Linked DNA regions of Sus scrofa: all the other regions are linked to region 1. A link is a contact called in public promoter capture Hi-C data. All regions are on one chromosome and are shown on one strand. The core of a region is the stretch at or near the end of the contact, and the rest is flanking DNA. Distances in the headings are between cores, read along the strand shown.

Region 1 (3,120 bases), core at 450-2,949:
CTCAACTGCGGGATAGGGGAGGAACCTTTAGATGTGGCATTTCGTCGGGACAGGAATCGCCACGGGTGGCAATGCCGTTTCCCGCCAGGGGCCAGGCTCTGGGACGGGGCGTGGCCAGGCGCGGGGCGCGCGGGTGGGCACGTGCGCAGGGGCCCGAGGACGCGAGTGTCGGGGCTCCGCTGCCCTCTACCGGGCGCAGCGGTCCGAGCTGCAGCGCGGCCGCCGGCCGACGGCGCGCGCGGGCTCGGGCGCCCCACACCGAGGCCGCCTTCAGCGTCCCTGGGTCGGGAGTGCCCTTCCTGGCGCCGTGTCACTGCTTCTGGGACCAAGGCTCCCGGCGCCCGCGCGCTCCCACCCACCTGCTTCCTGCCCCTGCTGCGGGTCCCGGCTGCCGCCGGGACGCCCAGGGAACACCCCCACCCCTTCGGACCTAGGGAGGCGAGCGTTGTCGAAACCGAAGCGCCTGGTCGCCAGTGTGAGACCTAGGGGCACATGTGTTCTCCAATTCTTCGGGACTTTCATTTCTAGTCCCTTCAGTCAGAAATGCTGAATTTACAACGATCGGCGTTAAATCCTCCAACTCAGTTGAAAAGCAATTGTATACCCCCACGAACATGTTTTATTTTGTATTCCATACAGCTTTTATTGACATATAATTTTTAAGATTAAGGAATTTGGGGATTTGTTTTAACTAATTACACGGTAAATGAAGTTCGGGAGGATAAAAGTACGCTATTCCTACTGCAAACTCAAACTCACACGTGTGTATAATCAATTAAAAATGAGATCATAAAGTGTGTGCTTTTTGCCAGGTTTCTGCGAAGAAAGATCTCAAAAGAGAATTGACTTTGGGGTTTGTATTTTAGTATTTCTGCAAACTAGGGACCGTGCTTTTTGTTATAAGCGTACCCACACTTTCCAAGTTGGGCACCCAAATCGCTGTGTGTGAACTACAGGAAGTTTCTAGGGCTGTTCCGCTGAAGCGGTGCGGGGGGGATACAGAACTGGGCTCCAGGACTTTTCCTGTCCTGTCCTAAGCTGGCGCAAATCGAGCAGATAGGGGCCATTCAGACCCCCTGGCCGCCGGGGGTGCGGTGCGGCGCGGCGCGGGGACCGCGCGGCCACTGTGCGGAAAATTAACGTGTGCAGCGACACGGGGGTCAGGGCTGCGTTCCCCCGGCTCCAGTGCCCCCAACATGAAAGGCCGTTCCAGGCTGGCTCGGTCTCTGAGTCCGGCTGGGGCTCGGGGAGAGGGTGGGCGGCAGCGGCCGGCCAGCGCGCCTCGCACCCGCGCCGCAGCGGTGGGCCGGGTCTGTGCGGGGTCTGGGCTCGGGCAGGTGGTCGCGGCGGCTCCGCGCGCTCCGTGCCCCGCGGAAGAGCGGGCGAAAGCGGCGCGGCGCCGGCGCCCGCAGCCAACGGCCGCCCGCTCCCAGCCGAGGGCCGCCGGCGACCGCGACCCCCGGGCGCCCGAAAACCGCCCCAGGTGAGCCGGGCCCGGGGCCTCCCGCGGGGGCCCGGGGCGCCCCTCCCGCCGCCCTCCAGCGCCCCCTCGGGGCCGGGCCGGCAGCCGCCGCCCGCGCGGGCCGGGGGGCTCGGAGGGGCGGGGGTCGCGGGCCTGGCGGCGGGCGCCGGCGGGAGCGGGCAGGGGCCGCGCGCGGGAGGCCCGGCGGCGGCCGCCGCGCCCTCGGGCTCCGACTCCGGCTCCGGCTCGGGCTCGCCATGGCTGCGGCGGCGCCGTGAGGAGGAGTCCGCGTCCTCCGTGGCGGCGGCGGCGGCCGGCTCCAGGCCGGGTTTTGGCGCCGCCCGCCTGCTGCCTCCTGGCGGCTCCTGAACTCCAGCCCCCTCTCTATCAGCCTCTCACTCCGTCTCAATATGTCTCAAGATGGCGGCCAATGTGGGATCGATGTTTCAATATTGGAAGCGCTTTGATTTACAGCAGCTGCAGGTCAGGCTTCTCCTCGCTCGGCCTCTCGCCCGGGGGTGGGGGCTGCGGGCGGTCGCGGCCTCCCCCGGGGCCCCGGGCTGCCCGGCCGCCGGGGGGCCGCGGCGGCGGGGAGGAGGGGGGTGCCGGGGAAAGCGGGGCCGAGTCGGGGACAAGTCCCTCTCGCTCCCCGGCCCCCATTGATAACTCGCTTGATCGGAAATTGATCCTCTTTGTTCAATTCATCGATCAGCCCAAGATGGCGCCGGGAGCCGCCGCCGCCACCGCTGCCCCCGGTGTCGGCCCCCACCCCGGGCGCCCCCCCGGCCCTGCGCCGCCGCCGCCACCGCCGCCGCCGCCGCCGCGGGACCGGGGAGGGGGCGGCCCCGGCGGCCCGCGGGGTGCGCGCGCGAGCGGGGAGCGGGCTGCGGCGGGCGGCGGCGGCGGCGGGCGCTGCGCCGGGAGGGGGCTGCGGCCCGGCGGCGGCGCCCGGCCGCGCGCCCCGCGCCCCCGGCCCGCCGTATTCCCCGGGAAAGTTTGTGGGGAGTTGCTGTGGGGGTGAAGCGCCTGCCTCTCCAGGAGGAGCCGCCGCCGCCACTGCCGCCGGCGCGGCGGAGCTGGGGCTGGTGGCGCTGTGGTGCCGCCGGCTCGGGGGAGGGTCAGAGCGGCCACCGGCGGCGGCGGCGGCGGCGGCGCGGCCCGGCTCCGGCCAGGCGGGCGGGTGGCCGGGCGGGCGGGCGTCCGCGCTCCCCGGCCCCGGCCGGCCCGGGCCCGGGCCGCCGCCCCCGGCTGTCAGCCGGCCGGGACTGCGCCGCCGCTCCCGCGTGCGGCGTGGGGCTCCCAGCGCGGAGCCCGGGGTTTGTTTACGTCCGGGCGGGCGCCCCGGGGCCACCCGCAGACCCCGCAGCAGCCCCTATCTTTTGTGTGCCTGCAGGAGCGGCGCGGACCGGCCCTCCGGGGCCGGGTGCCCGGGTAGGGGTGCTTTGGGGAAACTTGCGGGGGGCGGCCGGCGCCCCGCGCGTGGATCCTGGGGGTCGGGGCGCCCCGCGGGCGGGGGTGCGTGTGCCAGAGGAGGGCTACAACTTTCCCCGAGTGGAGGCCCGGCTCTGCGCCCCGGCGCGCAGTCTATCTGGGCCGGGGGCGCTTGCTCCCCGCCGCCTCTCCGGGTGGTCCTCGCCTCGCGCCCGGGGGCTCCCGCG
Region 2 (3,120 bases), core at 446-2,945, 110 kb after region 1:
CATTTTTGTACTATTCTATTACATGGTGATATGTGTCCATTATTTTGGCTATGTAAACTTGGTATTATAACGACAATTAGCTGTTGAGCATTTTCTAAAATGATTTACAATTACGTCTCTTCTGCGGAAAACTCACGTCCGCCCTGACGGAGTGAGCCGTGCATTCGGTCTGTGCCCCGGGTTGGCCTTAGGGATCCGCTTCCCGGAGAACGAACCGCGCAGGATTGTGTAATTAAGGTGAGCCTTGAAGATAAGGCACTGGCCTCCGAGGGTTGCCAGGTCGGTAGGTTTTCCAAGTTTAGGTTGGTCCGATCTCTTTATGAGAGCAGAGGCACGGCCCAGCCCCTCTGTCTCCCTGGGGTCCCTTGGGGCTGGTGCTCTGGTTGCTCTGCCAGCCAGCTCGTCCGAGCTGCGCCGTGCCAGCCCAGCCACCGAGGGTCTGGTCTGTGCCCCAGACGGGCAGGCCCGGGTTCCCTCTCTGACCTCCAGTCTGTGTGGTGGCACAGCGAGGTCCCCAGCATCCCAGGGAGGCTTGTGCCCGGGGGATCAGGCTTGCTGGCCTGACGGGGTGGTACGTTTTGCCCTTTTCAGCAAGGGTGTCAGGGTGCGGCCGGAGGACCAGTGGCCCAGCCGTTCCTGGCCTGCAGTAGATAAGCACAGAGCTTCAGAGCAGGCGTTTGGAAATGTTTGTGGCCTCTTGACATTTCAGTGACATCCAAGTGGTGCTTTCATTGCAGTTTATGAAACGACCAGTGGCCCGCCGGTTGGAGCTTTGGAACTCTGGCGCATCCTTCCGCAGAGATGCTCTGAGAGGCCTTGATCCCTGCTCACCCCGCAAGCCCCGCCTGGGTTGCATCATACCAGTTTACTTTGGGTCAGGCCGGCTGGTTTCTTCTTCCACTGGGCAGGGGCCTGCAGGGCACAGTCCCCGAGGGGAGGGGCTTCTGAAAGGAAAGGCAGGCAGGGAGAGACCGAGGACCCTCAGTGGCTGGCAGCCGAGGGACAGACCTGTCCGGGGGTGCTGGTGTCCCCCGAGCAAGGCCATCAGGACCTGGCTTCTCACTGGGGCCCCAGACCTTCCCTTTCACCTGCTGGCTGGGCGCCTGGACCCCACCTGCCTGCTTCCGAGATTTCCAGACCCTGCTGGGGAAGCTGGGGAGCAAGGGCCCAGGGACAGGAGGGCAGGTTCCAACCCCGGCTCCGTCTCGTCCGCCCCTGACCGGCTGTCACATCTCTGCCTCCTCTTTTGGCCAGGCACGCATGGTATCATAACGACAGTGAGTGGTTGAGCATTTTCTAAAATGCTTTACACTGAACATCTCTTATATGTAAAACGCATGTCTGCTCTGACGCAGGGAGCGGTGCCCGCCAGCCCGTCCGTCGGAACCGCGTCATCCCTTTGTAATGGTTAAAAGAAACTAGAGGATGTTGCGATACGTGAGCAATCAGAACTTCAGACTTCAGTGCCCATAACGTTTGTTTGTTGTAGTAAAAGATAACTTCACATCAAACTCACCCTTTTCACCATTTTCAAGTGTGGGGGCTGTGCAGCCTTCCTCGCCCGCCCTCGTCCCACGCGAGCCTCTGTAAATAAAGTTTTATTGGCACATGGCCATACTCGCATGTTTGTCTCCGGTCTCTGGCTGCTCTTGTGCTGCCAGGGCAGAGTTGAGTAGTTGCAACAGGGACGGCATGGCCTGCAAAGCCAGAAATATTTACCGTCTGGCCCTTTCCAGAAGAAGCGTGCTGACCCCTGCCCTAGTGCACATTCTTGTCACATCCTGTGCAGTTGCCATGGTAGCCATCCAGCTGGTCCCCTGATCGTTCCCCTCCAGGCTGTCTGCCCTTGGGGTGCTTTTCCTAGGAGACACGGCTGTGGGTTAAACCCCAGTTTAACACGTCGTCCGTTAAAATCCTCTAGCGGCATCTCACAGACTCACGTTGCGTTGCTGGGAACGCCAGTCCCAGAAAAATATGGTATTAAAGGCTCTGGAAAGTCCTGCAGAAAAGAACCCTGCTGGGCATTGATTAATCTAATACCATCCAACATGGACTGACCGCAAAGCTGTTATTTTTTCGAATCCCCTAGGAACATCCTCCGGCAGGGGTCGGCAAAGTTGCATGTAAAGAGCCAGATAGGCAGTTCCCGCTGTGGCGCAGTGGAAATGAATCCAGCTAGTATCTGTGAGGATTCGGGTTTGATCCCCGGCCTCGCTCAGTGGGTCAAGGACCCAGCATTGCCATGAGCTGCCGTGTAGGCTGACAGCTGTAACTCCGATTCGACCTTGTAGCCTGGGAACTTCCAATGTGCCACGGGTGCGGCCCTAAAAAGCAAAAATAAATAAATAAAAATAAGAGCCAGATGGTAAAATACTTTAGGCTTTGTGGTTTCAGCTCTGCTGTAAAGTCACTATAGCTAATACCTCAGTGATGGACACGCTCCAGTAATATTTTATGTAGAAACGTAAAACAGGCCGGATTGGGTGCGCTGAGCCCTGCTCTTAGGACCAGCAACATCACACCACCTGGGCCCACTCCAGACCTGATGGACTGGGAACTCGAGGCAGGGCGAGGGGCTGCAGTCTGCATCCTAACCAGCCCTCCCCACCAGCTAGCATGTGAGAGCCCCCCACCCCCCCGGCCGGCCCTGCTCCAGAAGCACAAACACGGTTCAGGAGCAAAGCCAACATTAGCAGGGATGGAAGGCCCTTCGAGAGCTGGTCTCTGGCCAGGATCTCTCCCTCACTAGCAGTTCTGTGGTCCAGGTGAGCTCCCTGTCGGGCCTGGGCCACAGCACCCTTTCTCCAAGCCCATGCGTTTGCACAGGAATCCTTCCGTCTGGAGCAGGTCCCTTCTCTTGCTGCCTCCCGCCTCTTCCCTAACTTCTGGTCCCTCATGACTCAGCTCGGGTGTCCCCTGTCTTGGAGGCATGTTTGGAGCCTCCCGGCCCCACCCGCAGGGTTTTCCTCCTCTGCGCCTCCGTCCTGTCTGCATCCCTGAGCAGAGCACTTCGTGTGTGGGATACCGCCTGCATGGGGACGCCTCCCTCACCCCTGTATTCCCAGCACGCACGGGGCACCCCAGAATGATATGGAATAGCTCAGTGAATGAGCAAAGAAC
Region 3 (3,120 bases), core at 401-2,900, 87 kb after region 1:
GAAAGCTGTAAACAAACACTGAAATTAAAAAAAAAAAAGAGTTAAAGCATAAAGTAGATCTACAGACCTAGTTTCCAGGGCAGACTCGAGTAGATTCCCTAAGACTGAGACCTGCTCCTTCTGTCTGCGTCTGGGTCATTTTCTCTCTGCTGGTCACGGAGCGGAAATATTCGCTGCTAGGCCCTCTCTTGGGAAGCTGTCCTTTGGGAGTAGCCCCGAGCTGGTCTTTGTGGTAACGACCTCGGCGGAGGTGCCCTTTGAACGGAGAGTGTCCTTCTCCGCAGGACACGGTGGTAACTTGGGTGTAGAGAGGAGCTCACAGCCTCCGAGGAAACATCCTTGTGGGGGGCAGCCTGTTCGGGGCCGCGGCTCGACGTGAAAGCCAGCAAGTGGGGTCGCGAGTGTGGTGAACCATTATTTATTAATATTTATCAGGTGCTAAGGGCCACGTGTTACGCTAAGTGCATCGCAGTCCCAGCCCCTCGCAGTCGCCCGGGGAAGGGGGTGCAAGCCGCCTGCCTACCGGGCAGGCAGACTCCTGGGCATCGCCGCTGGGCCAGACCGTCTCCTCTTAGCTTCCAAAGGTGGAGCTGTCGTGAGTTCATTGTACGTGATTTCTCTTCCATCAAAGTGATTTCTCTTTCCATTTGGTTGTGAAAACAACCAAAAAAAAAAAAAAATTAAGTATCTGACCTATCATATAAAAAGCATCGCTATGAGATCTTCATTTAAAGGGTGTTGTCGCACCCAGGGAGGCGCGGATAGGCTAAAATGCGGCATTTGCTTGAACACGCTGGTTCCCATGTGGAAATTATTAAAACCCAAAGCACAGGAAAACCTCCCCTTCCGTTTTGAGATGTTGTCAGTCAAGAAAGCGACGATCAGACAAGTCCCTCTGCCCCCTGAGGTCTGTCCGAGGTTTTTCTTCCTTTGCCCAGGGGGCTCCAGTTGAGAACGGTCAGGGCTCATCAGCGAACATGTGTTATTGACTCTTGTTGGCTCTGGGCTTTGGTTTGAAAACGCGAGTTGCAGAAAAAGGAATCCATAGGGAACATGACACGCCCGCGGTGCAGCGTGTGACCGTTTTGTCTGTGGTCCAGTGTTGTTTTAGCGGGAAGACACCGAGGCATCATTGATGCAGGTACAGGACTGTTTTATTGGGCATCAGGACACGTGAGTCCTGACGCTGGTTCTGCCAGGGACTGGATTTGAGGTCTCAGCAGGCCAGGTCCCCTCTCTAGCTTGATGGTCATGCTGCGTGGCCAAGAACCGAGGGTCCTAGAGCCCGGTCGGCTCCCTCGCCCTCTGGCTCATGCCTATTGGTCCTCTCCGGGGGCCCAAGACGGCTCTGCCGCCCTTTCTTCTTGTTGGGGGCCTCACTTAGCTTTTCCTCTGGGGGCTTTTCTGTTTGGAATTCATTCTACACGTGGCACATAGGCCCGGCGATCCCACCGTGTGCGGTTGGTGTGGACCAGGGCAGCTCCCTGTGCAGGGCTCTGCTGGTGCAGGGACCCAGCAGGGGAAGCTCATGACGGCAGCGGACACTTCCTGAGCGTTTACTGCATGCTGAACACGGTTCTGAAGACTCCAACCGAATTGGCCGAGTCAGCACTCGCAGGATCCCTGTGAAATCGGCAGTGTTTCTCTCCATTTCAAAGAGAGGGACCCGGAGCCCTTTCCAGGAGGAGGAAGTTCTCAGGCACAGGAGGTGGGGGTGTCCACAGCTCAGAAGTGGAGAAGCTGGTTGGGGGTGGGGGTCCAGGCCCTTGGGGCGCCCTTCCTAAACTCCCACAGCTGCGGTCCAGGCACCCAGAGCCCCCGTGCCTGTGGGATGGGTCCCCGGAGCCGAGCCGTCTCTCCTACCTCCCCCCTCCCCAGGCAGCCAGACTTCCCTGTCACTTGCATCCTAGGGCAGCTTCCAGCTGCAGGCCCCCGTCCTGGCGGTCCCCTACTTCACATTTGAAAGGTCGCTGTTTTAGGTCTGAGGTCCAGTTGGGGCCCCCACTTAACCCCGTACTGATGCGTCCACTCGGCGACTGCCTGCTGCCAAGAGTGTCCACAGTCAGGTGTCCTGAGATTGGACTCTTGGCGACAGTTGGGCTCTTCCTGGGGATCCCCCCAGCTTTGGAGGCGGGGACGACCTCAGCTCCTGACACTTCCCTCTCCACCTTCAACCTTGCGCCACAGGAAGGCTGCATTTATAAGATACTGGACACATTTTAACCCTACAGATATTTTGAGTCAAACAGACCCTGACTCGTGTGTCTTCCAAGAACATCTGAAGGAGCGGCCAGCAGGGCAGCCTTTGCCTCCCCAGGGCCCCACTCACAGGCCCCATGTAGGATTTTACCTGCATGATCTAGTCCTTTTATATGCAAAGCCATGTAACTGGGCTTATTTGTTTCATGTGAAATAGTTCCAGCACACCAAAAAAGCGTAAAAACAAAGCACTCGTTTCAGTGCCCTTCCTGACAGACCGGAAAGATATTAACGTTTTGTCCATTTGCTTCTGATGCCTCCTTTTTTTTTTTTTTTTTTTTTTTTTGCTTTTTAGGGCCATACCCATGGCATATGGAGGTTCCCAGCCTAGGGGTCCAATTGGAGCTACAGCCGCCAGCCTATGCCATAGCCACAGCAACATAGGATCCAAGCTGAGTCTGCAACCTACACCACAGCTCACGGCAACGCCGGATCCTAACCCACTGAGCAAGGGCAGGGATCGAACCCACAACCTCATGGTTCCTAGTGAGATTCTATTTCCGCTGTGCCGCAATGGGAACTCCCTGATGCCTATTTTTTTCAAACAAGGCAGCTAAGATCCCACCTCCATGCCTCCCCCTCGTTTCTTCCTCAGATGTAAACCCATCCTAACACTGAGGTTTCATCGCCGTGTGCTTTTCGCACTCTCAGCGATGTGCATGCATATTCACAAACAGTCGTGAACAATGGATATCACGATATAGACCTTTCACTGTTCACACAAGCGGGAGGCCAGCGCGTGCCCTCTGACGCCTGCCTTCTTTCAGTTCACCCTCCCACAACCCCCCGCCCTGTGCCTGGACCAGGGAAGACCTATCCCTCCTGCCCTCCCAGGGATTGTTGGCTGGTGTCGACACTTTT

The links. Promoter capture Hi-C pulls out the DNA fragments that hold promoters and counts their contacts.
Region 2: a promoter capture Hi-C map of liver shows a contact between it and region 1, with 3 times the contacts expected there. The contact joins the enhancer-like site here to the promoter of CUX1 in region 1. A contact is called at or near these places in 1 of 5 promoter capture datasets (liver), 4 of 47 Hi-C or Micro-C datasets (embryonic fibroblasts, fetal liver, liver and 1 more) and 2 of 2 datasets of contacts at active chromatin or transcription factors (alveolar macrophages and skeletal muscle).
Region 3: a promoter capture Hi-C map of liver shows a contact between it and region 1, with 4 times the contacts expected there. The contact joins the enhancer-like site here to the promoter of CUX1 in region 1. A contact is called at or near these places in 3 of 5 promoter capture datasets (fetal liver, fetal skeletal muscle and liver), 5 of 47 Hi-C or Micro-C datasets (embryonic fibroblasts, fetal liver, heart right ventricle and 2 more) and 2 of 2 datasets of contacts at active chromatin or transcription factors (alveolar macrophages and skeletal muscle).

What each region holds. Positions count from the first base shown.
Region 1 is chr3:9,315,446-9,318,565 of Sscrofa11.1, forward strand. It overlaps CUX1 (protein CASP), which reads left to right and starts at 1,700. Exons shown (of 23, transcript XM_021086269.1): 1 at 1,700-1,945. The coding sequence starts at 1,883.
Region 2 is chr3:9,420,691-9,423,810 of Sscrofa11.1, forward strand. The region is part of intron 2 of CUX1 (protein CASP); the gene reads left to right. Among named protein-coding and RNA genes, the nearest start is that of CUX1, 110 kb to the left of the region's middle. Within about 2 kb of position 1,696, at least 15 of the 83 cell types and tissues checked have an H3K27ac peak or open chromatin away from gene starts, as enhancers often do. A contact at or near this core is called in alveolar macrophages, fetal liver and liver, where this site is marked.
Region 3 is chr3:9,402,626-9,405,745 of Sscrofa11.1, forward strand. The region is part of intron 2 of CUX1 (protein CASP); the gene reads left to right. Among named protein-coding and RNA genes, the nearest start is that of CUX1, 87 kb to the left of the region's middle. Within about 2 kb of position 1,651, at least 2 of the 83 cell types and tissues checked have an H3K27ac peak or open chromatin away from gene starts, as enhancers often do. A contact at or near this core is called in liver, where this site is marked.